Linked DNA regions of Sus scrofa: all the other regions are linked to region 4. A link is a contact called in public Hi-C and HiChIP or PLAC-seq data. All regions are on one chromosome and are shown on one strand. The core of a region is the stretch at or near the end of the contact, and the rest is flanking DNA. Distances in the headings are between cores, read along the strand shown.

Evidence for each region. A called contact is a pair of places that touch in the nucleus more often than the background predicts. HiChIP or PLAC-seq counts read pairs in DNA pulled down with a chosen protein or histone mark.
Region 1: a Hi-C map of retroperitoneal adipose tissue shows a contact between it and region 4, with 2.1 times the contacts expected there. The contact joins the promoter of TBCC here to the promoter of SRF in region 4. A contact is called at or near these places in 1 of 5 promoter capture datasets (liver), 1 of 47 Hi-C or Micro-C datasets (retroperitoneal adipose tissue) and 1 of 2 datasets of contacts at active chromatin or transcription factors (alveolar macrophages).
Region 2: an H3K27ac HiChIP or PLAC-seq map of alveolar macrophages shows a contact between it and region 4. The contact joins the promoter of RPL7L1 here to the promoter of SRF in region 4. A contact is called at or near these places in 1 of 5 promoter capture datasets (liver) and 1 of 2 datasets of contacts at active chromatin or transcription factors (alveolar macrophages).
Region 3: a contact with region 4 is called in a Hi-C map of liver, with 9 times the contacts expected there. The contact joins the promoter of XPO5 here to the promoter of SRF in region 4. A contact is called at or near these places in 3 of 47 Hi-C or Micro-C datasets (heart right ventricle, liver and skeletal muscle).

Annotation. Positions count from the first base shown.
Region 1 is chr7:37,822,270-37,829,045 of Sscrofa11.1, forward strand. TBCC (tubulin folding cofactor C) reads right to left here and starts at 1,725. Exons shown (of 1, transcript NM_001258407.1): 1 at 495-1,725. The coding sequence starts at 1,708. The coding sequence ends at 665.
Region 2 is chr7:37,935,821-37,942,817 of Sscrofa11.1, forward strand. It overlaps RPL7L1 (ribosomal protein L7 like 1), which reads left to right and starts at 4,729. Exons shown (of 7, transcript NM_001123192.1): 1 at 4,729-5,045; 2 at 5,618-5,726. The coding sequence starts at 5,032.
Region 3 is chr7:38,567,606-38,574,014 of Sscrofa11.1, forward strand. XPO5 (exportin-5) reads right to left here and starts at 1,953. Exons shown (of 32, transcript XM_005666037.3): 1 at 1,664-1,953; 2 at 102-223. The coding sequence starts at 1,768. POLH (DNA polymerase eta) reads left to right here and starts at 1,606. Exons shown (of 11, transcript XM_003356630.4): 1 at 1,606-2,357; 2 at 5,594-5,734; 3 at 5,975-6,109. The coding sequence starts at 5,598.
Region 4 is chr7:38,208,765-38,216,123 of Sscrofa11.1, forward strand. SRF (serum response factor) reads left to right here and starts at 4,536. Exons shown (of 7, transcript XM_005666020.3): 1 at 4,536-5,446; 2 at 6,938-7,204. The coding sequence starts at 4,922.

The sequences.
Region 1 (6,776 bases), core at 475-2,974, 390 kb before region 4:
TCCCACTGTACAGCAAGGGGGTCAGGTTATCCTTACATGTATACATTACAATTACATTTTTTCCCCCCATGAAAGCCTACTTTATTGTGCAGTAAGGTTTTGTTTTGTTTTGTTTTTTGCCTTTTTTTAGGGCCGCACACTGTGCAAATGGAGGTTCCCAGGCTAGGGGTCAAATCAGTTACAGCTGCCGGCCTATGCCACAGTCAAGCAACGCAGGATCCAAGCCGAGTCTGCGACCTACACCACTGCTCACAGCAACGCCGGATCCTTAACCCACTGAGTGAGGTCAGGGATTCAACCGGCAACTTCATGGTCCCTAGTTGAATTCGTTTCCACTGCGCCACAACGGGAATTCCATCGTGCAGTAAGTTTTAAACAGCACAAATCGTGTAAAAACCAACACACAACTACACCCTTTTGCTCTTATGGCTTCACACTTATCAAAGAAAAGCTCCTAGACATTACCAAAATAGGAAAAATTCTTTAAAGTGCCAGACCTGTCACAAATTTAATGTAGATCAAATGTAGCAGCTTATCACAATCTCGTCTTAAAATAATGAAAACATATACGGCGTGAAAACAATAGGTACACTTTGCAGTCCCATTAGCCGGAGTCAGTCCCACATGGGAAGGAGTAGGAGTGAAGAAAAGCGTGACAACTGCTTTAGTCCCACTGGATCCTTCGCTCTTCTTCCGGAAGAATGCTCCAGTTTGGGGAGGCCACATCCCGGGCCAGCCAGTTGAAATCGTCAACGTCGTTCCAGTTATTTTTGCTCCTATCTAAACCAGAGCCCTCAAAGTCCTTGTCGATCCCCGGGTAGCTCCAGGTGTAGGGGGCGAACTGGATCCCCGTGCAGTCCTCCACGATGGCCCTGCTGGTCACCAGCAGGAAGACGCGGGTGTCTTTTGTGGTGTGTACGCGGAGCTGCTGGCAGGCCACAGCCAGCACGCAGTCACTGCAGTCCTCCAGGAACACAGAGGTGGACACGGGGCCGCAGAGCAGCGTGCAGCCTCGGGCCTTGGTTAGCCGCAGAGTATTGGGATTGCCATACAATTTGATCGTGCAATTACTCAGTTGGGTCAAAAGGACGTCGCGCTGGTGCAGCTCGTCGGCTCTCTTCTCCAAGACTTCGGACTGCAGGTTGGAGAAGCCGCAGACCCAGCTGGAGTCGAAGCCTCCCTCCTCCTTCAAGGGCGGAGAGGAGGCCAGGATGCCGTCAGCAGCCGGGGCGCCGGGAGCCGAGTCTACTTTGGTGGCTGAAGCGATATCCTTCCTGCGAGTCTTGAAAGCGAAACGCTTCTTAGGCTGCAGCTCCTGACGCCGCTTGGCCAGGGCCGCCTGCAGCCGCGCCAGCACCTCTTGTCCCTGCCGCAGATCGTAGGCGGCCAGGAACAAAACCGAATCGTTGATAAGTTTCTGCAGCCCCTGTAGCCGAGCGGCCGCCTCCTCCAGCTTCTCGACGGACTCCCCGCCTTCCAGAAGCTCTTCCACGGCCGATCGCTCCCGAGCGAAGGCGGCGGCGAAAAAGTCGCTCTTTTCCTCCTCCACCTCCTCGTTCTGCCGCTTTTGCTTCCGCCTTTCCACCTCCAGTTGCCGCTCTTGTTCTCGCCTCTGAAGCCGCTCGGGCACCAAGCTCCGGTCCCACTGGGACCCCAAGTCCCCGTTCCGCACAGCAGCAGCAGCCGCAGAGAAACTACTATCCTCCATCTTGACTTCAAGCTTCCTTTCTCCTGCCTTCCTTCTCCGGGCGCGCCCTTCGCGAAGCCTCCCACCAACGCGCCTTGTGATTGGTCGGACATGCTGACGTCAGACCCCGGCCTTATTTTCTTTGCCCATTGGCTTCTTGGCGTTGGAGGGGCGGGGCCGTGGGGCGGGGCCGACTGGCGGGGGGGTGGGGAGACAAAGGTCCTTGTGGATGGGTGGGGTGGGAGGCAGGCGGGGGAAGCTTTTTTTCCTCTTAAAGGGGCAGGACTTATATCCGGGATTGTGGGGTGAGTTGCAGCAGCGGCAGCTGCACATGTGGGTTTGTTTATAAGAACAAGGTTAGAAACTCGCAGGCCTCCCCCTCCCCCCCAGCTCCTCCCTACTACCCCCTTACAGGCCGGAGAACCGCTACTGGTGGGGGGAATGTGTGCGTGCGGTGGTGGGGGGGACAGGTAGTGGTGAGAAAGATGGAGGGGGGGATATTACACCGCCCGGCCCGCGCCGGAGGAAGCGGCAGCTGGAACAGCTGTCTAGGGAGCCGCTCGCATGCCTCAGTTTTTTTCTTTTCCCTTCCACCACCCCTTCCCCCAACCCATTCCTGCCGCCCCCAAACCCTCATCCTACCCGCCCTCCCCCTCCCCCCGCCGCTGCAGTTCGGCGTGGCCTGGGGCTCCTGGATCCCCGCAGGCAGTTACCGGGGCGGGAGAAGGCGAGGGGCTCCGGTATGCGACGTACTGGGCTCCTCACTGCAACCGGGTTCAGGGGGTCCTGGGGGAGTCTCAAAAAGGATTTATATTTTTTGGCCAATTACTGCAGTCGGAGGGGTGGGGGGAGGGTAAGATTCCACACCCCCTTCCTCTTCCTCCCACGCCCTCCCCCCTTTCGCCGTCACAACCTCGGCAGCTGGGCGCCGCTGGCCGCGCCCGGGTGAGACCTCAGCTCGGGCTCAGGCTCTCTGTGGGGCCGTCGGTCTTTAGGAAGGCGATGGGGGAAATGTTACATTATTTCTAGAGGTGGTGGGAGGGATTTGTCACCGGAAGTGGATGAGCCTAGCCTAAAGTCGGGACCAGCCAGAGGTGTGAGTGGGCAGCCCAGACGGCGTAGTCACTGGCAAAACCCAGGGCAGCGGGCCGGGCGAGAGCTGGGGCGCGGCCGGCACCGGCGCTCGGCGACCTCGCGTGCTAGGTGCAGCCCGGCGGAGCTCGGGGGCCTCCGACCCGGCCCGCCCTTCCCGTCTTTGGTTTCACTCTTAACCTCCACCTCCGTTCCCAGCATCAGTCGGGGTATTTAACTGCCCAAGAAATTGTCACTTGAAATTTCACTGATAATACCTGCATTTTGATGCAGAGGGAGATGGGAGGAAGCGAGAGAATGGAGAGTCGTTTCCGATTGTTCACGCCGCTTTCTCCTCCTTTCCTTTCCATTTTAAGCCCAAACCAAAAACAAACATAAATTCCCATGTTTCTCCGCTGAAAATCAGCACAGGTCACACTGTTTGGCATATTCCACTCGGGGGGTGGGGGTTATTGTATGTTTGTATGTGTGTGAACGTGTACCCGATGGAAACGGGGGTGCTGAAAAAAATCCTGTGTACGCTTGTGGTATATCTAAGTTTTCATTCGCTTTGTTTCATGGGCAAGAGAGATGGAGGCCCTGGGGGTTTTGTGAGGTCTGGTGAATGAAATATAACTGGTGATCTTATGTGAGTCGTACCGGGAATGCAGTAGCTGCTTTATTTTATGAAGGGTTGGGTTAACCAAGGGAGCCTTAAAAGATTTATTTTTGCTAGGGAAAAAGACCTGACCTGCCTCTTTTAAGTTTTTCACCTATTGAATCTTTCCCACTCAAATGATGAAGGTCTGTAGCCAAACAAGGTTTATTGGATTTGGGAGTTGCAGGTGGGGTGAGGCAACATTTTTGTATTAACTATAGTGACTCTAGGATAGGGGCTTGTGTTGTCTGTATCAGAAGTGGGACGGAAGGTCATTCATTTAACCCTTTTGAGAACTTCATTTCTGCTCATCAAGAGGTTTTGGCATAGAGTCCAGTTGACTTTGGAAGTTTCTGAATATTTTGAGTTGGCTAGTTCAAACTTTTCTGAGAAAATGGCAGAAAAGGACAAGAATGTACAGGTCACCCTACTGACCCAGTGTGTGGGAGGCTCTTTCAAAGACTGGGAATGGACAGCGATCAGTTGTATGGTCATCATAAAGCATTGGCTTGACAGTTCTTGACAGACCCTGGCACAACTGCAAGCCAAGGTAGGTGGTCAAGACATGGGCTTAATGTGCCCAAAGCAGTAGGCATTGCCAGACTACTTGCCTGTTCTGACATTTGAGGGCAGTTGATTCAGTGTGCATCTTTGAACTGGATTCCAGCTTCTCAGAGGTAAGTGCCTGTTCTGATGGAAGGAAAGAGGGGGGGTACATTACAGCAGAAACGTGGTAGAAGGCAAGCAACCAATGAGTTCTGAGTCCTGCTTTCAAAGATACTTTTCAGGACTTGTGAATCAGAATACTACTCTCTTATACACATCTTGCAAAGTGAAAGAATTCGAAGGTGTTACAGACTTTAAACATTTTTTAACAAAAACGTAGACACTTTAATCGTTCTATTGGTTAGATTTACTTTTTTAACTTTTTGAAAATTTCAAAGTGGAGAGAAGAGGTTTATGTGTACCCATAATGCAACTGCAACAGTTACCAGCTGACAGTCTTGTTTCGTTCAAAACTCTGGCCACTTCCCCACCCCACCTCACTCAGATTAGCAAATCCCAAACCTTATATTATTTCGTATTTCACAATTTGTAAATATCTCAGTATGTATCTCTAAAAGATTAGGACTGTCTTTCTGAAATAACCAACAGTACTATCACCGCACTCTAAAAAAGTGGTGATTGTTTCCTCAATATCATCAGCATTCCAGTCTATCGTCATTTTTCTCTGCTTATTCTCTAATTTCCTTTTCTTAAGTTAATTTATTTGAATAAGGATCCAGATGAGGTCTATACAATGTGCCTGGTTAACATGTCTCTTAAATCACGATTAACCGCCTTTAAATCCTTCCCCTCTCTATTGTTTTGTTGAAAACACTTTGTTTCATAGAATTTCCCACGGTCTGGATTTTGCTAGCTGCATCTCCATTCTATGTAATTTTTTTTTTTTTTTCCCACTGTACAGCAAGGGGGTCAGGTTATCCTTAGATGTATACATTGCAGTTACAGTTTTTTCCCCCACCCTTTCTTCTGTTGCGACATGCCATTCTATGTAATTTTAAATCCTTGTCCTAGTTATTCATTCTTTTAAATTCATAAAGCAAATGTTTCTGTAGTGACATACCACAGGAAATCAATAACCAGGTAGTGAAAGCCTATAAGCACAATAAAACAGTCTTTGGGTGTGGATAGATGGCAAAGAATGGGACCTTTTGTGTTCCTGGGGTGTTTCAGGGACCCTATGCAGGTGGGATATGGCAGCCACACCTGGGCAAATGAAACAGATCCAGGCCCTCTCTTCTAGTAGCTCAGTGCCGAAAGGAGGTGTCACTTCATCTTTCAGCAAGTCTTGAACATGTAGTGGATAAAAAGGATTCATTAAAACTGCTGCATGTCAACTATGAAATATGAAATTTTCCTGCCTGGGTCAGTGACTTTTCTGACATAAAGACAGTGAAAGATGTCAGCTGGGGAGTTCCTGTTGTGGCGCAGCAGAAATGAATCTGACTAGTATCCATGAGGATGCAGGTTCAATCCCTGGCCTTGCTCAGTGGGTTAAGGATCCAGCATTGCCGTGAGCTGTGGTGTTGGTCACAGATGTGGCTCGGGTCTGATGTTGCTGTGGCTGTGGTGTAGGCCAGCAGCTGTAGCTCTCATTTGACCCCTAGCCTGGGAACCTCCAGATGCCATGGGTGTGGCCCTAAAAAGACAAAAAAAAAAAAGAGTTCCCGTCGTGGCGCAGTGGTTAAGGAACCTGACTAGGAACCATGAGGTAGGTTGTGGGTTCCATCCCTGGCCTTGCTCAGTGGGTTGAGAATCTGGCGTTCCCTTGAGCTGTGGTGTAGGTCGCAGACACAGCTTGGATCTGGCGTTGCTGTGGCTCTGGCGTAGGCCGGTGGCTACAGCTCTAATCTGTTCCCTGGCCTGGGAACCTCCATATGCCACAGGTGCAGCCCTAGAAAAGAAAAAAAAAAAAAAGAATGCTGTCAGTTGGGAAGGCATTTTGCTATTCCTGAAAAGGCTCCAGGTTGGTCTGAGAAGCAGAGGGAGCAGCCCCTTCCTCCCATCTATGCCCCTGGCTTTCTCCTCCCCTTCCGCCCTCTTCAGACATTGGGACTTTCTTCATCATTACACACCTAATGCCTAGCACAGGGTTGGTGCCGATCATTTATCTAAGGGCAGTTTATTAAGTGCTGTGTCTAGCACTGAGCCGGGGGCTGTCTTGCTGCCAAGGTGCATTAAGATGGGCAGAGAGTCCCTTTCCTCCTAGAGGAGGCCTGATCTGGGCCAGTAATTACACAAACATGTAAACTTGTAACAGCAGCAATTGACAACTGTTAGGTAGGGCAGAGGAGCATGAGTGCCCCTAGGGGGAGGTTTGACCCAGAGAAGGCTTGGAGGGGGCAGGAGGGTGGAGCTCTGGCTGAAAGGTGGAGCGGGAAATGCAGAAGTGAGTGAGTGAGCCCTGAACATCTTTTGGATGTGTGGGGTCACTGGTGACCTTCTGAAGAGCAGTGTCCCAGGAGTGCTGTGAGTGGAAGGGGTGGGAGCAGGGCACGGAGCTGGTACCAAACCCAGATAACTCTGTGGAGTAGTTTGACTATGATGGGGAAAGTGGGAATAAGTGGGAGGTGCAAGGAGGCCAGTGAGGTGTTTTTGCTTTTTACTGAAATGCAGGTAACGGAACCCAAAACACAGGTGTAGGGATTAGCCATGGATGGAGGGAAGGACAGCTTTCTCTTTGGCTGTGTTGTTGTTTTAGGTTTTTATTATGAAAGTTTTCTTTCTTTTTTTCTGGCGGGGTGGAGGGGGTGCTGCACTAAGTGGCATATAGAATGTCCTGGGCCAGTTTGAACC
Region 2 (6,997 bases), core at 3,479-5,978, 270 kb before region 4:
AGTTCTTGCCTATAAACGAGGAAGACTTCTTAGGGTGTAAAGTGAAGTGTTATTGATGAAGCACAGAAGCTAGAAAACTGATGTTCCATTTATCCCTGAAATGATTCAGAAAGGTTTGGGGTTTTCCATTTTGCATTTGGACTTGCCCACCGGGCACACGTGTCTCCTTCCTACCCTGGCTCTCTTCTGCCTGCCCCCACCCTCAGCAGGCTGCTGCCCTCAGCCTGTTCCCCTCAGCCTGTTCCCTCCTTTTCCCCTCCCACTTTTGCTCCCTTTGTTTGTGTCTCCTCGGGACCCAAAGCTGTTGTCCCTGTTGTCTTCCCCAACTCCAGGCGCGTCAGACTGCTCTTTCCCCACCCGCCTCCTGCTTACCCCATGTCACTCTCTGAGGAAGCCAACACGGAAACTGGGAAACGAAGTCAACTACAAAAAAGGTCATAGTCCAAGAAAGAGGTTTGGGGCAGATGGGAAACGGCAAACGGAGTCCACATTCGCTTTCGGGTATGTGGGGTGTGGGGGTTTCTCCTTACTGAGAAGGCACTGCTCCATCTCTTTACTGAAAAAGAGCAGGATTCCAAGCAATCCCAAAATGCAGCCAATACTGAAATAATTTACTGCAGTAAGGAAAGTAATATTATTCCTAGTATTTCAGGAAAGGGTTCCTGGAGTCATTTCAGAGAACCACAAAATGTTGAAAGGAGTCTTTAAAAAAAAAAAATGTAGTCAAGTGGTTTCTAAAACAGGCAAATCGCAAGAACCTAATTGCCCAGAGAGCTCGTTCTTAAACTAATGCATAGGAGTCCCCCTGTGGCTTAGCAGAAATGAATCTGACTAGCATCCATAAGGACGCAGGTTTGATCCCTGGCGTTTCTCAGTGGGTTAAGGATCCAGCGTTCCCCTGAGCTGTGGTGTAGGTTGCAGACTTGACTCAGGTCTGGCGTGGCTGTGGCTGTGGCTTAGGCCGGCAGTTACAGCTCCAATTCGACTCCTAGCCTGGGAACCTCCATATGCTTCAGCCCTAAAAAGACAAAACAAACAAAATCAAACAAAAACACTAAGGCATATGTGAAAAACAAAGGACACACCACAACATATGTCTTTCTCCCATTCCAGGCCCCATTCCCATTTCCCCAAAATAACCCCTGTCAACCCTGTCTTGTATACCCTTCCAAAACTGATACATACATTTATAGCCAAAAAACGAAACACAAGAAAGAAACAACTGTGAAACACTCCTACACGCTATTCTGTATCTTGCTTTTTCAAATGTAACCAAATATTTGGGAGAATTACAGCTTGGAATCTTTGGCTTTAAGCAACAGAAACCAGTCTGGTTGGTTAACCAGCCTAAAGGAGTTTTAGAGGAAAGACAAGTTTTAAAGGGAAGATAGAAGAACCTCCAGGCTTAAGAAAGACTGGAATAAGAAAATTCCAGGAGATCTTAGTAGGTGGAAATCCTTAAAAGTCTCTCCCCAGGAGTTCCCGTTGTGACCCAGCAGAAATTAATCTGACTAGGAATCATGAGGTTGCGGGTTAGATCCCTGGCCTCGCTCAGTAGGTTAAGGACCTGGCATTGCCGTGAGCTGTGGTATAGCTCTCAGACACAGCTTGGATCAGGCATTGCTGTGGCAGTGATGTAGGCAGGTAGCTGTAACTCTGATTCGACCCCTAGCCTGGGAACCACCATATGCCTCAGGTGCAGCCCTAAAAAGCAAAAAAAAAAAAAAAAAAGTCTTGCCCCAAACCTCTTCCATTTCTTCCATAATCATTCTGCTAAAGATTCAAAACCTGGAGGAGAGAACCCTAAAGGGTCTTTTGGGGAGGTGGGAAGAGTTGAAAACAGACCCCCTTCAATTTATATATTGGGAGGGCCATCGTTTGGATTAGATGCGGCACCCTCTGAATAATGTACACAGTGAAGGAGATCAGTCCACAGGAGAAATGGGATACTGTCAAGAAATGGGGATGGAGGGAGTTCCCGTCGTGGCGCAGTGGTTAACAAATCCGACTAGGAACCATGAGGTTGCGGGTTCGATCCCTGCCCTTGTTCAGTGGGTTAACGATCCGGCGTTGCCGTGAGCTGTGGTGTAGGTTGCAGACATGGCTCGGATCCCGCGTTGCTGTGGCTCTGGCGTAGGCTGGCAGCTACAGCTCCGATTAGACCCCTAGCCTGGGAACCTCCATATGCCGCGGGAGCGGCCCAAGAAATGGCAAAAAGACAAAAAAAAAAAAAAAAAGAAAGAAAGAAATGGCGATGGATGTCAACAGGCCGAAAAATAAAAAATACTCTCTACTGAGATTTTGGGACATAAAGACCTACCTCACTGCATTTAATTGCATAGTCTTCCCTAATTTATTTAGTCATTCCGTAATGATGCACAACTGAAGTAGCCAAGAAAAAAAGAGAACTGCGGCCTATGAGGACAGGACAGGCTAAAAGGAATAATTTTTTTTTTTGGCCACACCCACAAGATGTGGAAGTTCCCAGGCCAGAGATTGAACTTGTACCACAGCAGCAACCTGAGCCATGGCAGTGACAATGCCAGCTCATTAACCCCCTCCCTGTGCCACAAGAGAACTCCAAGATTCTTCAGGTTGCAAATGGCGTGCCCCATTCTCATTTAGTAACCTTACTTTGAAATTTTAAAAAAAAATCTCAATTCTTGCCCAGTGCCCAGGGCACATGCGCAATGCTAAGTAAACATGTATTCGTGAACATTTTGGGGTTGAAGACAACGCCATCTCTCTCTGGACCAGTTGGGCTTTGGCTTTGGCACCGAAAATAAGTGTTCTCCTAGCACCATCTGCTGGCACTGGAAAGCCTTGCCTGAATCCTGACTTCCAAGTCTTTTTTCAGCCAGGAGTATTGTTGCATTGTTAATACCTCTGAAATACCTTTTATCTATAGACAAAGGATATTACAAAATAATGACTTATTTTCATTCCTTTTTTACTGTTTAATGAATTTGTTATACTTTAGTGTCCCTTCTCTATTTGCTTTTTCACAAACTAAGACACATGGTGAGATGCTGAAAGAGTAAGCATGAGGCTTGAGCCACAGTTGGTGACTCTGAAGGCCATGTTGTCCTTTGACATTTATTTATCAGGTTCTGGATTCTGCGCATGGCACTGTCTTTCTGGTTGTCTTAGATGCATAGCACATACCAATGTGATGCCTTGAGTTTAGATGGTTAACCAGCCCCTGCAGGTGCCTGTTGTTGTGAGAGGTGCTGTAGAAGATTCAGAGATGTGATGACTTCCCTGCATTCAGAGAACCCTGTCTAATCAGGGAAACAATAAACCAAACAATACAGGATAAAGTCTGTGGTGATGCCTTTAAGTGCTGACTGTCAAACAGTGACATTGCCTTAGACCTTAACATAAATATACATAGACTGTGCTAGACATTTGGCAATGCCTGGAGACAAGAACTTTGTCACCACTAGGATGGAGATGCTACTGGCATGCAGTGGGTAGAAACCTGGGATGCTGCCAAAATATTCTACAACCAACAGGACAAAGAATTATCTGGCCCCAAAAGCCTATAATGCCGAGAAACATTTAAAATTTTTTTTTTTTTTTTGCTTTTTTTTTAAGGCTGAACCTGCAGCATATGGAGGTTCCCAGGCTAGGCATTGAATCAGAGCTACAGCTGCTGGCCTACGCCACAGCCACAGCCACGCCAGCTCCGAGCCACCTCTTTGACCTATACCACAGCTCATAGCAACACCGGGTCCTTAACCCACTGAGTGAGGCCAGGGATCAAACCCACAACCTCATGGTTTCTAGTCGGATTCTTTCCGCTGTGCCACTACAGGAATTCTTAAAAAATAAACATGCTGAAGGAATTCAGAAAAAGGAGAGACTTCTCAAGATACTTGCTAGTCATGAGTTCTCTTGTGGCTCAGCGGGTTAAGGTCCAGTGTTTCACTGCTGTGGCTCAGGTCACTGCTGTGGCACAGGTTTGATCCCTGACTCAGAAACTTCCACATACTGAGGGGGCCGCCAAAAAACAAAGGAAAGAAAGAGAAAGAAAAGAAAAAGAAAAAGCCCTTCTAGTCAAAATGCACTTGAAGCATCCCCATCACTTTGAATCACGTTTAAAATGCAGAATATTGACTCCCCGCCCCTCCTGAATAAAAACGTGATTTTAACAAGATTTTCATGTGACTCCTATGCACATTAATGCTTGAGACACACTGGTCTGGAGGTTTCCATTAAAGACAACACGTGAGTTTTTATTTCTTTCTGAAGAGCAGGAGAGAAGGAAACCTATTCCAGGTGGTGAGAGCTATTATGAGGGAGTTCTGAAATCGTAAGTTGCAATTTCTCGTTTTCGGTACAGCAGGAATAATAATTAACACAGTGTTAACTGCTTACTGGACTTTGTTCTAAGCGCTTTATGTGGAGCAGCTCATATAACTTTCCCAAGGCTATTAGGCAAGATTCGCTATTACGTCCACTTTTTGGGTAAGGGAAACGAAGGGATAGAGGGACCCACTTGATCAGGGACCCACTGACGAAGCCAGGCCGAGGGAATCAGAGATGCCTTTGCCAGCACCCTAAGTCGTCCACACCTCCACCAACACAGAACCAAAGCTGCAGCCCCAAGCTCTCCGCACCAGGTGAAGGATACCGGATCCCGCCAGTCGCCTTCCGGGAGAAGCGCAGCCTAGCGAGCAGAAACCGGAAAATCGTCACCTCACTCCCTACCGGAAGTCGGTGGGAAGCGTTTCCTCGTTTGTGACCAGGCTTCCGGCGATATGAGAATACAGCTGAAATAAAAAGGGATGGTCTTTGAAGATGACCGGGCTCTAAAAAGCTTCTAAGCGGCGCCCAGGAAGCTTTGAGCCACTTTTGATAGGAATCAGGGTTAGCAAAACTTCAGCAGTTCATTGCTGCTAAGAAGGCGCAGGCTACCCGCTCGCCCTGGGGTGAGCTAGAGTAGACATCTCTATGGTCGAGAGACCATAGAGAGGTTCCTTCCCATGCGTGGGGCAACGCCTGAGCAGTAGCAGCTGCGCTGGAAAAATGGCGGAGGAGGAGTGAGTATCAGGGGCTCTGAGATTCTGGGTGGTGCCCTGAGCATCTGGTGCCATCCTCAGTATTTATTTCTCGGTGGCGGAAAATAAGGATCCTTGTGGACTGAAGAGAGACTTAGAAAAGGCTCCAGATTATCGAAGGAGGAGGGAGGAAGTGTTGGGCTGGGGCGGGCGGATGGGGCCTCTGTCAGGTTCGGATTACCTACCTCAAGGGGTGAGGAATGAGTTTGAGGCTGCGGGCTGGAGGGTGGGTTTCCCCAGCCTGACTTAAGTATTATCTCTGCAGCTGGGTCCGCACCCGCCCCAACCCCACGGGGCGGAATCTCATCGCTGGTGGTATCTGTAAAAGGCTATGACAGTAAAAGCTCCATTGACATACGAGGACCAGTGGCTAAGGGGTTCATGGTTCTTGAAAGCTTTTGAGAACTGGAGTCAGAAACGCCAGGTGGCGGGGTGGGAGCGCGGTCCTTAGGAGGTTTTAGACAGTAATGTTTGCGAAGCCCAAGCTGTCGTTTGGAAACGCATTGCAGATTTGTTTCCTAAATACTATCGCTTTTCTCCATTTTCTCTCTCAGGCAAAGAAAAAAGATCCCTTTGGTTCCAGAAAATCTCTTGAAAAAGAGGAAGGCATATCAGGCCCTCAAAGCCACACAGGCGAAGCAAGCGCTTTTGCAAAAGAAAGAGGTAATAGTGGGGAACCAGGTGGAAGGAATGAGAATTTGTGTTCGGTGAGTTTTATCCAGCACATGTTGAACTAATTTGGTACTGACAGTCGGCTTCCCCCATCAGCTGGATGATACATATTTGCTAAACAAAGCAAGTATGTATCAAATGCTTTCTGCAGGCAAAATACTGGAGTAGAGTTTAAGGAAAAAGCCAGTGGAGAGTGTTCCTTCCGGTTCATACCAAGGGATTCGAGAACATGCTTGTGTACCTAAAAGAAAAAAAATTTTCTTTTTTCTTTTTAGGCCGGCAGGTGTGGCACATAGAGGCTCCCAGGCTAGGGTTCAAATTGGAGCTACAGCTGCCGGCCTACACCACAGCCACAGCAACCCCCGATCCCAGCCACATCTGTGACATATACCACAGCTCACCACATCGGGTCCTTCACCCAATGAGTGAGGCCAGGGATCAAACCTGTGTCCTCATGGATACTAGTCAGATTCATTTCTGCTGAGCCACGACAGGAACTCCCAAAAACTTAAAAATTTTACTTACTTTTTTCAACCACATCCATGGCATATGGAAGTTCCTGGGCCAAGATTCCAGTCTGAGCCACAGCTGTGGCATTGCTGGGTCCTTAACCTGCTGTGCCATATTGGGAACTCTAATTTTTTTTTTTTTAATGTACCAGGTTTTTTGGTTTGCGTTTTTTGTTTGTTTTGTTTTTCTTTTTAGGACCACATATATGGAGTATGGAAGTTTCCAGGCCAGAGGTCTAATCAGAGCTGCAGCTGCTGGCCTACACCACAGCTACAACAATGCAGAATACTTAACCCACTGAGTGAGGCCAGGGATTGACCCCACAGCCTCATGGATACTGATCAGGTTCTTAACCCGCTGAGCCACAACAGGACTCTGAAATAGTTTTTGCTATTTGCCAAATGTTTTGGAGAAATACATATTTGGGAGGCATGAGCTTTATGATGCCTTATGTTCCAATAAACGTTGACTGACAGTGTGTAAACTAATTGGTTTTTTGCTTATTCAACAAGGACTGTCCCCAGTAGTTCTCAGGTTTTCTCAATTTCACCTTTACTTGAGTATGTTGGTGTTGTTTCCCCTCCCCAACACCCACGCCACAGCAGTGACAACACTGGATCCTTAACCCACAAAACCACCAGAGTGGGTTTTTCCATTATATAATAAAGTCCTAGTGTATAGCACTGGGAACTATATCTAGTCACTTATGATGGAGCATGATGGAGGATAATGTGAGAAAAAGAATGTATGTA
Region 3 (6,409 bases), core at 703-3,202, 360 kb after region 4:
TTGCTCTTTTCTATTCACCTAAAGAGTACTTCTGAGTTACCCAAGAAATAAAAGATTTGCTTTCTCACACACTTTGGTGGTAAGCTCCAAAAGCTCCTTACTTGACAACATGTTCCAAGATCTGAAGGCCAAAATGTCTGACGATGGCAATTTGTGTTTTTTCAGCCAAACGCAAGCCACAGGGGACACAGATAGGGCACTTTTCTTTAAACTCCTCACAAAACTGAAAAGAAGAAAAATCAGTGTTTCCCTTAGAAGCCAAAGTGAGGGGGACTAAAAAAAACCTTCATCTTAAAACTCCAATCTGTGCTATATTTTTAAGTTGCAAAATCTACGTCAATATTATATGAATAAAGAACTGATAAACACTCCTTTGATAGTTCGATTTCCCATGCCATGGCCAACTAATGTTGGGGGGAAAAATGACCTAAATGAGTAAAAAATTATTTTAGACACATTCCCTTGAAGTACATAGGGGTGAAATGAAAACAATTTCTAGGATTCACTTTTAAAATCCTTTGGTGAGGGAAGGGATAAAACAAATGTGGTACAATCTTCACAACTGCTAAGTTTAGGTGAGGTATATAAATGATTATTGTCCTATGCTACTTTTGTGTAGAAAAACAAACCTAATAGAACCCAAATGTTTCTGATTCCAAATCCTGTGGCACACATCTATATATCGTAGTTTCCCTCTAATGAGGCTGACTCTATGAAGTTACAATAGAACCCAAATGTTTCTGATTCCAAATCCTGTGGCATACATCTATATATCGTAGTTTCCTTCTAATAAGGCTGACTCTATGAAGTTACATCTCTTAAAATACACAGAGCACAATTATTTTCTCCTAGTGGAGAAAACCCACATACATTGTTTGATGGGAGAATAAGCTCGAATTGTATTAGCATTACCAAATTATACAAGAGTCAGTCCCCATAGCAGAGCACGCGGCAGTCAAGCAAACTACTTTTAGGAAACCAAAGGGCCCTTGCTAAAATGCAAAGTAAGTGGTGGAAGTTCATCTTTGCCCAAAATAGCCCAAGAGTATCACACAATAAGAGACCTGGTGGGGGGTGGTGGTGTGAGAACTAGCCCAGAAATACCCAAGACACAGAAGAGGGTTAGGGAGAAGTCTAAGGATGTAAGTAAAGAGTCACAAGAAGGGCTTGAGTTCGGTTAGAGTGGGTCGGGAGACTGAGTCAGCAGAGAAATGTTTAGTTCAGGGGAGACCATAAAGAATGTAGCTGGGGTTGGCGACCGGTTGGACACGTGCGCTACGAGAAGACGAGGGGATTTTGGGGATGTGGGTTTGGGAAAATAAAGTGAGTGCAGTCGGCTGCGGAGGGGGTCGTGGCGCGGCCAAGAGTGAAAAGAAGTGGGGAGAGGGGGAGGAGAAAGCAGTGGGAAGTGGTGGCGAGAAGAGGCGGTCACAGGCAGCTATGGATCAGAGAGTGTCCCGAGAGAAGGGCAGGCGCGGCAAGTAGAGAAGGCGGGGAGTGGGAAGAGGCGCGGAGAGCGGCGAGGGGAAGGCCCCCCGGGGTGGGGGGGACGGAGGTCCAAGGGCCGCGTGGGCGGGAGGCGGCCGGAGTTATTGGCTGCGCCAGGACGGCTGGAGCTGGGGGAGGGTCTCGGGGCAGGCCCAGGGCGCCAGACCCCAACTACCTTCAGGGCTTCTAGCCTGTAGCGCTGAGTCGAGCTGGGGTCCATCATGACCGTCACCGCTTTCACCAGCTCCTCGCACAGCGCGTTCACTTGATCCATCGCCATGGTTAGTGCCACGCGCCGCGAGCACGCACCACGGCCGTCCCGGGAGCACGAGGCAAGGACCGCTCCCTGGGCGGGCTCACAAGCTGGTACCGGGCCGCGGCGGGCTGGGGTGGGGGGGCGGTGGGGAGCTGGAGGAGGAGCGTGAGCAGCAGAAGATCCAGCCGGGAAGAAGCCGGCGCTGCGCACGCGCCCAACCCACCACTGCGCATGCGCCCGCGGAAGTGGCGGCTCCCTTGTGACGGTTGCAACTCGGTGGGCGGAGCGGAAGACGTAAGGACCGCGGTGCGCAGGCGCGTCAACGGCCCTCGGCGGCGCGCGCGCTGTCTGATCGCTGACGGGAGGGGCTGTGGGCAGATCGCGCTGGCTCAGGCTGAACACGCCCGGCAGTGCGGACTGTTGCCCCAGGCGAGGATCGTCTGCAGCCCTTGGTCCTTTCCTTGGTCTTTACCGGCAATAACTCTCTCGAAAACGACTGATCCGCTGCCGGAAAGAGGACCGATATTCAAGACCCCTTCATCTTCCTTCCAGTGGACATCGAGCCCAGCATCGGCCGCATCCGCGGGTGGCGGTTTTGCCAGGTGTCACATTGGTAAGAGAATTTAGAACCGTTCGATTTCTGTTTTTAGCCTTTTCGTGTTGTCTTGGCTATTGGTTGTATAATGTAGCAGTGACTGGTGACAGCATGCGGCCGAAATTTCATGAAATAGAAATACTTGCTCATTGAGAAAAGGCCTTGGTATTTATTGCCTCTTAAGAGGATTTTTATGGGGGGAAAAAAAAGGTAGCTCTTGAACCTTCCTCTTCACCTGTTCTTATTTTCCTCGGATGTATCGTCTGATCGGCATCAAACTTGTTTTGTGCAAATTGGGATAAATTGAGATTTTTAAAGATGAATACTTGCAAATACTGAAGGTTTGTACACTTTTGATAATTCGAAGTGCCAAGATTTCAAAGTAGTGTAATCCTTATTCCCAAAGGAGGGTTTTGGCAGAAAGTGCGTTTCACTTTTTATCTTTACACAACTCTTACTTTTTCAAGCAAAATACGTAAACTGAAAATTAAAACAGTTAAAATCTGAATATCCGTTTTGGTGTTTCTGCGTTTAGGAAATGTTTGCTGGGCTTAAGTCACTGCTCCTAATTCGTACTCCACTGCTAGTATTTGTATCTAATATGGTACTATCTGGGGGGGGGCGGTGAGTGTGTGAAACAATGAAGTACTATTTTTAGTCTGGCGTTATCTGTTCCAGTACTACAAAAAAAGCGCTTCCAGATAAAGTGATTGCTGGCATGGTTTTAGCTTATATAAACACTTATATAACAAGTGTTATATAAACACTTATAAGTGTTTAAAGTATCACATTCTGCCTGTCTTAGGTGGGTGGAATTTGTGAGGAATTAATAATGCCTTGACAACTCTGATTTTTTTAATTCGTCATTTTTCTAGCTTTGTTGTTGCATAACACTGTTTTCAAGGTGAATGTTAATTTTTGAAACTTTTTAAACAAGAATACAGTTGAGTGCTTACTCAACTGTATAACCTGTGTTTTTCATATTTAAATAATGAATTACTGGTGTTTCTATAAGTATCTCATTTGTTTTAGGTCAGTGGTTCCTAATCGACTGTATATTGGAGAGAACTTTCAAAAATCAGGAGGCCCAGGGAGTTCCCATTGTGGCACAGTGGTTAACAAACCTGACTAGTATCCATGAAGACGTGGGATCGATCCCTGGCCCTGCTTTTGGGTTAAGGATCTGGCATTGCTGTGAGCTATGGTGTAGGTCACAGATGTGGCTAGGATCCCATGTTGCTGTGGCTGTAGCATAGGCTGGCAGCTACAGCTCTGATTCGACCCCTAGCCTGGGAGCCTTCATGTGCCCAGGGTGCTGCCATAAAAAGACAAAAGACACACACACAAAATTTAAGATGCCCAAGTCACACACACACACAATTAAATTAGATATCTGATGGTAGAAGTCAGAAATCAATAGTATGTAAAAGGTTCCTAGATAATTCCAATCTGTAGCAAAGTTTGGAAGCCATTGCATTGTTTTATATTTTTTCTTCCAGATTTCTAATAATGTTAAATGCAATATTAGTCTGTATCCATAAGTTTTGTTCTTTCGATCTAGCATCCATACCTTTATGTATGTCTCTCTATGAATAGTATGTAGTATTGTTTTCTTCTTGTTTTTAAAAATTTACATGAATGGGAGTTCCTGTTGTGGCTCAGCGGAAACAAACCCGACTAGTATTCATGAGAATTCAGGTTCTATCCCTGTCCTTGTTCAGTGAGTTCAAGATCTGGCATGGCCTCCATGAAGGTCCCAGGTGCAGCTAAGATCCAGCATTGCTGTGGCTGTGGCATAGGCCAACAGCTGTACCTCCGATTCTACCCCTAGCCTGGGAACTTCCATATATGCCCAGGGTGTGGTCCTTAAAAAAAAAATTACATAAATGGGTAGAAAGTCGCCATTAGAACACTGCAAAGTAATTGTTACAGGCCAGATCCACTGATGGGTGCTTAGTGGTTAAATGTTGAGGAGAAACAGGATGTTTGCATAGTCCCAAAAATCTCGACTAAGGTATTAGTTACAAAAGGAAAAAACAGTAACTCTGCAATGAGAAACCTAGCAAACACTATTACAACTAAATGATAAGCTTAGCATCACTAGTATTGACATAATTGACATTGTGTATCTGCCCACATGGTACTCAGAGAAAAGCAGAACATGTCCATAATATTCTTGCCCAAAATGCATAGCCTCAGTCTAATGAAGAGAAAACAGCAAACAAACCTAAATTGAAAAGATATTCTCAAAGTAACTTAGTAGTTCCCTTCAAAAGTGCAGGGGAGTTCCTGTCATGGCTCAGTGGTTAACGAATCCGACTACGAACCATGAAGTTGCGGGTTCGATCCCTGGCCTCGATCATTGGGTCAGGGATCCGGTGTTGCCATGAGCTATGGTGTATTTGCAGACTCTGCTCGGATCCTGAGTTCCTTTCGTAGACTGGCAGCTACAGCTCCGATTAGACCCGTAGCCTGGGAACCTCCATGTACTGTGGGTGTGGCCCTAGAAAAGACAAAAAAAGACCAAAAAAAAAAAAAGTGCCAAGAACATGAAAAACATGAAGTGTCACAGATTGGAGAAGACTAAGGAGACATGATGACTAAATTGAATCCCGGAACCAAAAATGGGCATTAGTGGAATAACTAGTAAAATTCAAGTAAAGTAGTGTGAATGTTATACCAGTTTTCGTTTTTAGTTTTAATAATTGTGCTGTGTTAATGTTAGCCTTAGGGGGAAGTGGGTGTAGGAGAGCCCTATTATATTTGCAATTTTCCTGTAAGTTTTAAAGCATTTCAGAATAAAAAGTTTTAAAAATTCACATGGCTGCTATGATATTATATATCATTTTCTGCTTCTCTTTTGCCTGAATTGGTATTTGAGATTTGTCTTTAAACTAAATTAACTGTTGGCCTTATCCCTCCACTGATGTGCATTGTGGTTCTAATTTGCATTTCCCTATGACTAATGATGCTGAGCCCGTTTTCATATGTCTGTTGACTCTTCGTTTCTTTTGTAAGGTGTCAGTTCTTTTGGGGGATGGGTATTTTTAAAGCTTTTAATATTATTACCTTCCTAAAGTTGTATCAACTTATTATTCTCCTACCAGCAATGTATGAAAATGTCTGTTTCATTCTCGTTAGTTTCCATGCTCCCATGTTTAGATAATTCAGCAATGGAAGACTGACGATGTAATTTTTCTTGGTACTTTGGCTTAGGTATCCTTTCTAACCATCCATAAAATTTTGTCTTACAGAAAAATGTCTAATGGACAAGACCGGGTAGTTGCTCTACTGGACATGGACTGTTTTTTTGTTCAGGTGGAGCAGCGGCAAAATCCTCATCTGAAGAATAAACCTTGTGCAGTTGTGCAGTACAAATCATGGAAGGGTGGCGGGTATGTACCGTAGTTACTGTTATAACTTTCAACTGCTATTTTTATCTGTAAGAATACATGGCACTATGCTAGGTCCTACATTTGAGATTTCTCAACTGCTGTGATTGAGAGTGAATAGTAGTATCAGTGACCTAAAAGTTTCTATTATGAAGTTTATAGCTTATTCATCCTGTTAAATTTTAATGATTTTTGCTTGTGATCATGTATTATTTTTTTGTTCCCCTTTTTTCCTAACCATAGAATAGTTTCAGTAAGTTATGAAGCTCGTGCATTTGGGGTCACTAAAAGCATGTGGGCAGATGATGCTAAGAAGTTATGTCCAGATCTTCTCCTGGCACAAGTTCTTGAGTCCCGTGGAAAAGCTAACCTCACCAAGTAAGAAACAAAGATTACAGGGAATGGAAGACTGGGAAGAGTTTCATGAGGCTTAGAATTAATGTTTCTAATTTGTTTTGTGTAAGTAACTCTGAAAAAATTCCTTTTCAGTCAGTGTGAAATGAAAAAATTTTAATGCTGTGTTTTAAGAACAATTCAGAGTCATTATTACTTATAATAATTGCTACCTTTAATGCCCTTTCAGTTCCTTAGTTATTTAAAAATTGGTTGTTATATTTAAGACTTAATATCAGTTCCCATGTTGTAAAGCCAAAAGTCTGAAGTATTTGGAGTAATTGA
Region 4 (7,359 bases), core at 3,286-5,785:
CCACAGCAGTGACAAAGCTGGATCCTTAACTACTAGGCCACCAGGGAACCCCTGCTTAATTTTAAGGGAGAAGAAGTTTGCACAAAAGTAATACTGATCAACTGGGAATTTGGGGTTAATGAATGCAAACTATTGCTTTTGGAATGGATAAGCAATGAGATCCTGCTGTATAGCCCTGGGGACTATGTCTAGTCACTTATGATGGAGCATGATAATGTGAGAAAAAGGAATGTATATGTGTATGTGTGACTGGGTCCCCTTGCTGTACAGTAGAAAATTGACAGAACACTGTAAACCAGCTATAATGGAAAAACATAAAAATAATTTAAAAAACAAAAACAAACCACTGATCCAAAAAATGTAGAGGGAGGTCCCATTGTGGCTCATCAGTAACGAATCTGACTAGCTTGCATCCACGAGGACATGGGTCCAGTCCTTGGCCTTGCTCAGTGGGTTAAGGATCTGGTATTGCCGAGAGCTGTGGTGTGGATCGCAGATGCGGCTCCCATTCCACCTCTAGCCAGGAACTTCCATATGCCTTGGGTGAGGTCAAAAAAAAAAAAAAAAAAAGAAGCGATACTGATCCTGATTGTGGAAGCAGTTAAATGGCACAGACTTATATAAAGAAAAAGACACATTTCTGTAGTCCCGAAACCCCACTCTCCAGGGGTGAGCACCATTTGTGTTTGAAGTGTGGCTCTCCTGACTTGGCCCTGGGCGCCCTGACTCATGGCCTTTCCATTTTCTCAAAGGCTGCTGTCACCACTGAGACCTCTTCTATGTGAAGTTAAGGATCCCTTTGTAAAGGTTAATCCCCAGTGAAAACACTTTGAGTGTTATTATTATTATTGGTGATAGCAATATTTTAAAGCTACCTTAATTTTTGTTCTGATATTATTTGGGTGATAAAAATAAGGGGAAAGGAGTTCCCCTTGTGGCTCAGCAGTAATGAACTATTATCCATAAGGACGTGGGTTGGATCCCTGGCCTCGATCAGTGGGTTAAGGATCTGGCGTTGCCGTGAGCTGCAGTGTAGGTCGCAGACATGGCTTGGATCTGGGGTTGCTGTGTCTGTGTGGCTGTGGTGTAGGCCAGTAGCTAGAGCTTCAATTCAACCCCTAGCCTGGGAACTTCCATATGCCATGGGTAGGGCCCTAACAAAAAACAAAAAACAAATGGGAAAGAAATATAAGTCTGGGTGGGAATAATGTATGCTGGTATCTGGCTGGAATTCATTTGCTCTTCTGGAGGTCCTTCAGGATCTGAGTGGACATGACAGGGCTACTGCCATTGAGGCCTTATCGGAGAAGCCCCAAACACATTCCAGAGAGGCCAGGCAGGGGTCTTATCTGAGTTTAGGGGGCTGTGCCGAGTCTACAGTGAACCTGAGAGCAGAGCCTTCAACCCTGCTCCAGGCTATCATGCTCCTGTGGGGACATGGCCCTGGGGCTGCAAAAACTTCCAACTATTTTGAGAGGTCAGATTTTGATGTAAAATTTATTGATTTTAAAATAGTCTAGTTGTGCTCTGGTACAACAGGATCGGCAGCAACTTGTAAGTGCTGGGACTCAGGTTCAATCCCTGGCCCAGAATAGTAGGTTAAGGATCTGGTGTTGCCACATCTCACCCTGGGCCCCCTTCCCTGTGGGCATAGCAGACAGCAGTTGTGCTCTGCCGAGTGGGATGCCAAACTAAGGGCTGTCCACCCTGTATGCATCTAAACTAGGTGTCTCAGGAGTTCCCGTCGTGGCTCAGTGGTTGATGAATCTGACTAGGAACCATGAGGTTTCGGGTTCAATCCCTGGCCTCGCTCAGTGAGCTGTGGTGTAGGTCGCAGACATGGCTTGGATCCCACATGGTTATGGCTGTGGCGTAGGCCGGTGGCGACAGCTCCAATTAGACTCCTAGCTTGGGAAACTCCACATGCTGCTGGTGCGGCCTTACAAAAGACAAAAAGACAAAATAAATAAATAAATAAATTAGGTGTCTCAGACTGAAAGCTCTTTTGAAGCCAGGCGAGAAGGAACCCCCATGGCTGTGGTTGCAAGACGGTGCTGCTCACACAAATCCCTAGCAACCATTTGTGGCCCCTGAAGCCCGTCTGGAACCTATTTATCTATTTGACCTGTTCTTCCTCTTGAGCTAACACATTCCATATGTTGAACTACCTGTTGTGCAGAGTAAATTAGGAAAAGGAGAAAAAAAAAAGAAAAACTCTTAAAAAACTGTTGGGAAATGGAGAAGAGGAGGGCTTTTAGTTCTTGCATTTAGGAGGTTGATGAACAAGCCCGTGTTTTTCATATATACTTACATATACACACATATCTCACAAATCATACACAGTTCATTTCAGTATTTTGCAAAGTCTTTGGATTGTGATTCACAGTGAGAAATGCAGTTGGGGAGTTCCTGCTATGGCGCAACAGAATTGGCAGCATCTTGGGAGCACTGGGACGCAGGTTCAATCCCTAGCCTGGCCCAGTGGGTTGAAGATCTGGCATTGCTGCAGCTGTGGCTTAGGTAGTGACTGCGGCTTGGATCTGAAACCTGGCCCAGAAATTCCACATGCCACAGGGTGACCAAAAATGGAAAAACAAAACAAAAACAAGAAATGAGGTTGACATTGTCCTCCAATACATGCACATTGAATCAATGAGATCAATAGGGAATTCCCTGGTGGCCTAGCAGTTAAGGATTCAGTGTCATCACTGCTGTGGCTCCGGTTTAATCCCTGGCCTGGACTGTCTCCCACCATGGGCATGGCCAAAAAAAAAATTTTATGTGAAATTGACAGTAAACCACCCTCTTGACATACAAAATGGCAGTTTTATATGGTTCAAACAACAATAATACAAAGAAAAGTTTCATCCAACAATATTTACTCTTGTTTTTTGTGAGACCCATTAATATATTATTTTTATTTTATTTTTGTCTTTTTGCCTTTTCTAGGGCTGCTCCTATGGCATATGGAGGTTCCCAGGCCAGGGGTCTAATCGGTGCTACAGCCAATGGCCTACGCCAGAGCCACAGCAACACCAGATCTGAGCGGCGTCTGCAACCTACACCACAGCTCACAGCAACACCAGATCCTTAACCCACTGAGCAAGGCCAGGGATCGAACCCGCAACCTCATGATTCCTAGTTGGATTCATCAACCACTGAGCCACAACGGGAACTCCAATATACTATTTTAAAATGCTGGTTGCAGTAACTAAATTATTTCACTACCACTACCAACTGCTTTATTTAACATCACAACAAATTTTAAAGCAGGAATCATCACCCTCTCCTATGCCCTTACATACAAGGTGATGTTTTTCCTAGGGATGAAACCACTTAAACTACCACCGCCCTTTAATCTATATCTTATTTAATCTTTATTAAGAACCTCTTGGGATGGGTACCAACAAGGAGAAATATGGAGTTTGGAGAGGTCAAACACTTGTTTCCAGACACAGGGCTAGGAAGAGACAGCTTCCCGAATTTAAGAATTTCTGTAATAGGAAATCTCAATCTTTTTTCACTGCCTTCGAGCTAAGAACTAGACCCAGACCCCAAACCTGGGTTTTGCAGCACTCCAGTCTGTTTTTTTTTTTTTTTCCCCATGGGCTTTTCTTGGTTTTCAGGAGAAGGGTTATATGTGTGTGTACGCGTGTTCACTTGCTTGCTTAAACTTTCTGCTTGGCCATACTTTTTCCCAGGCCTCTGCACTGGCTGAGGGGTGGGCTTTATCTCCAGGACCACCCTCTCCTCTCCAGCCCAGCCTGCAGCTGGAAGTCTTCACAGATCTCTGACCCTCCTCCCTGCCCCCATTGGGGACCGGGAAGCGGACTGTCTCCCCCAGTCTTTTCCAGATGTGTCTGCCAAAGATCCTCCCTCCCTCCCCTGCCCCCAACCCAACCAGTATAGAGGATGATAAATGAAGATCCGGGAGCCGGCCTGGTGGGAAAGTGCCGTCGCCTTGGAAAGAGAGGGAAAGGGAAAGGAAGTGGAGGGGGGAGGGGAAGCAGTGGTGTCGAGAGGTCCGGGCGCGACAAGTCTGGATATTGGGGACTCAAGTCCCCTCTGCCGGGCCAGTAATTTTGAGTCCCTCAGGAAGGCATGGGGAAGTGCTCTCCTTTGGAATTGGGGGTGCATATCATTAACTGCACCCCGCACAATCCACTGAAGGACTACCCCAGTGTTAGCTTCCAGACTTTCCAGCGCCAGGTTCCCAGTGCAGTGCTGCTCCCTCTTCTCTGCAAGACTGCGCTCCAGTGCTCTCCCAGATTTCCTCTCCACAAGTTCCTCTCAATTCTCTTCACCATTCTCTGGTCACGGAGGCGGAGTCGTGCCTCTTAGCCTGTTCCTTTAAGAGGCGTCGGCTCCTCCCTCTTTGGAGTCGCCGTCTGACGCTGGATGACAGCAGCGAGTTCGGTATGTCTATGCAAATAAGCGCCCGCTGTGGGCCAATGGACAGCGGAGGTGCCGGAACCGCGGACCAATGGGGCGGGGGTGCAGGGGCTCACCATATAAGGAGCGGCCTCGCCATAAAAGGAAACATTGTATCTCTTTATATGGGGGGAAGGGTCGGGGGATCCCTCGCCGCCAGCGCGTGGTCCCGGCCCCCTCCACCCGCCGTCTCGGCCGCGGCCAGCAGCCCCTGCCCCCCGGGGGACGCTGACGGCTGCCGGGCGCGCCGCCCTAGCGTACGGACAGGGGGCGCTCCGCGCGGCCTGGGGCAACCCGGGCCACAGGGGCAGGAAAGTGAGGGCCCAGGTCGGCCCGGGCGTGCAGGGGCCCCGGGTTCGCAGCGGCAGCGGTAGCAGCGATAGCGGCATTAGCAGCAGCGGGAGCGCCGGGTTGAGCCGGGAAGCCGATGGCGGCGGCGGCGGCTCCGATTCCTCGCTGACTGCCCGTCCGCCCTCCTGCACTGAGCGCCATGTTACCGAGCCAAGCTGGAGCCGCGGCGGCGCTGGGCCGGGGCTCGGCCCTGGGGGGCAGCCTGAACCGGACCCCGACGGGGCGGCCGGGCGGTGGAGGCGGCGGCGGCGGCGGGACTCGCGGGGCTAACGGGGGCCGGGTCCCCGGGAACGGCGCGGGACTTGGGCCGGGCCGCCTCGAGCGGGAGGCTGCAGCAGCAGCGACAACCACCCCGGCGCCCACCGCGGGGGCCCTCTATAGCGGCAGCGAGGGCGACTCCGAGTCGGGCGAGGAGGAGGAGCTGGGCGCGGAGCGGCGCGGCCTGAAGCGGAGCCTGAGCGAGATGGAGCTCGGCGTGGTGGTCGGTGGGCCCGAGGCGGCGGCGGCGGCCACCGGGGGCTACGGGCCGGTGAGCGGCGCGGTGAGTGGGGCCAAGCCGGGTAAGAAGACTCGGGGCCGCGTGAAGATCAAGATGGAGTTCATCGACAACAAGCTGCGGCGCTACACGACCTTCAGCAAGAGGAAGACGGGCATCATGAAGAAGGTACCGGGCCGGGAGGCTAGCCGGCCACAGGGGACCGGGAGGGTGGGGACGCGCAAGGGGAACCCGGGAGGAAGGCAGAGTCGAGGCGGAGGTGAGAGGCGGAGAGTCCGCCGGAGGTGTGTGGGAGGGGATGGCTGTTGCCCTGGGAGGGTAAAAGGGGAGGGGCCGCCAGGGAAATGTGGGGAGAGGGGAGATTCTGCCAATGTCCGGAAAGGAGAGGAAAGGTGCCGAGGTGGGAGGGACGGGCGTGAGAGAGGAACCCGGCCCTTGCAAAGCAGAGAGATGAGGAGTGGTAATGCGAGGCGCGGGGCTGCCAGGAAGGTGGTTGATGAGACCCGGGGGTCACTTGGTCCAGTGCGCTCTGGTGTTCCGGGAGGGCGCTGGAAAAGCAGGGAGCAGAAGAGAATGTACGAGGGTGAGGAGGCTGGAACTGCATAACAACAGTGAGCGAACATGTGTGGGAGGAAGGTGGGCATCACTATAGAGTAGCGCTGGTTGGAAGGAGGAGGGTAGGGCTGATGACCCATTGGGGCTCAAGAGCCCCAGGTAAGGGAGCTGAGCAGGAGATCTGATGCTGCCCTGGGCATCAGAAACCAAGCCCTGCAATGGCCATGTGTCTTCCGTGCACACACTGGAAGCTGGCACACTCCCTGCAAGACAGGCTTCAGAACCATTTGCCTTTGGGACAAATAGGATTTCCAGCCCTAGGGGAAAATCTGTGTACAGAGTCTGGGAAGAAGGTTTGCACAGGAACCTAGAAATTCCTCCTCTCTAGATGATTACCCAGGGAAAGGGATGAAGAAGGGAGCTGTCTTGGGCTATAGAAGATATGCGAAGGGATGGAAGCAGAGGAATTATCTGTGCCTTATAGAAACCAAGGCTGCTTCCAGTGGGCTGTAGAACTTTGTTGGGAATGAGGATGCCACCTAATGGGGCCATCCTTGAAGATCCCCTTCCTTTTTCCCTTCCAGGGAGAACGGGGAGCACTGTATTATAGAGCAGGACAAAATGGCAACAGGTTAGAACCTGTGCAGTTTCTGGGACGAAACATGGGACTTTAGAGCCTAAGTGGCCCCTTATCCCCAACATTTATGTGACTTCCAGTGTAGTAGCCACTTCATCCTGGTCCCTGTGATGGTGAGGAGGTGGTGGATGCTATCTCTTCTTGAGGCTCTGGCCACCAAGCTATAGTGAGGAGCCGTTACCCAGGTCCCTCCAAGTCTGCTGAGGTTATATGTTCTGTCACCAGAAGCAGGGACTATTTGCTTGGGGTATCTGCAGGGTAGTGGGGCTACTACTCAAAGAAACATGTGGTTTCTCTGCTCTTCAGCTCACCTTCAGATAGGACCTTCTTAGAGTCACAGGAGCAAAAGGTCATTATGGGAGTGGGGGCTGGAGATCACCCTGTACTTCCCTCTCTTTCCTACTACCCAAGGAAGGTAGAGATGAAAAATTTTGCTGACCTACCTATCTCCTCCCCCCTACCCCCAGGCCTATGAGCTGTCCACGCTGACAGGGACACAGGTGCTGTTGCTGGTGGCCAGTGAGACAGGCCATGTGTATACCTTTGCCACCCGCAAACTGCAGCCCATGATCACCAGTGAGACTGGCAAGGCACTGATTCAGACCTGCCTCAACTCGCCAGACTCTCCACCCCGCTCAGACCCTACCACAGACCAGAGAATGAGTGCCACGGGCTTTGAAGAGACAGACCTCACCTACCAGGTGTCGGAGTCCGACAGCAGTGGGGAGACCAAGGTGTGTTTGGGTCCCTTGTCTGAGGGGAAGGAAGGGGAGGGACTTGACCGGCAGAGAGGGGTGGGGGTCTCTCTCTCTCCCCCTCGCCCAGGACAGGTGGATAGGTGCCCACAGATGTGGAGTAGAGCCGGGTTAGTTCCCCGCATCCTAGGGTA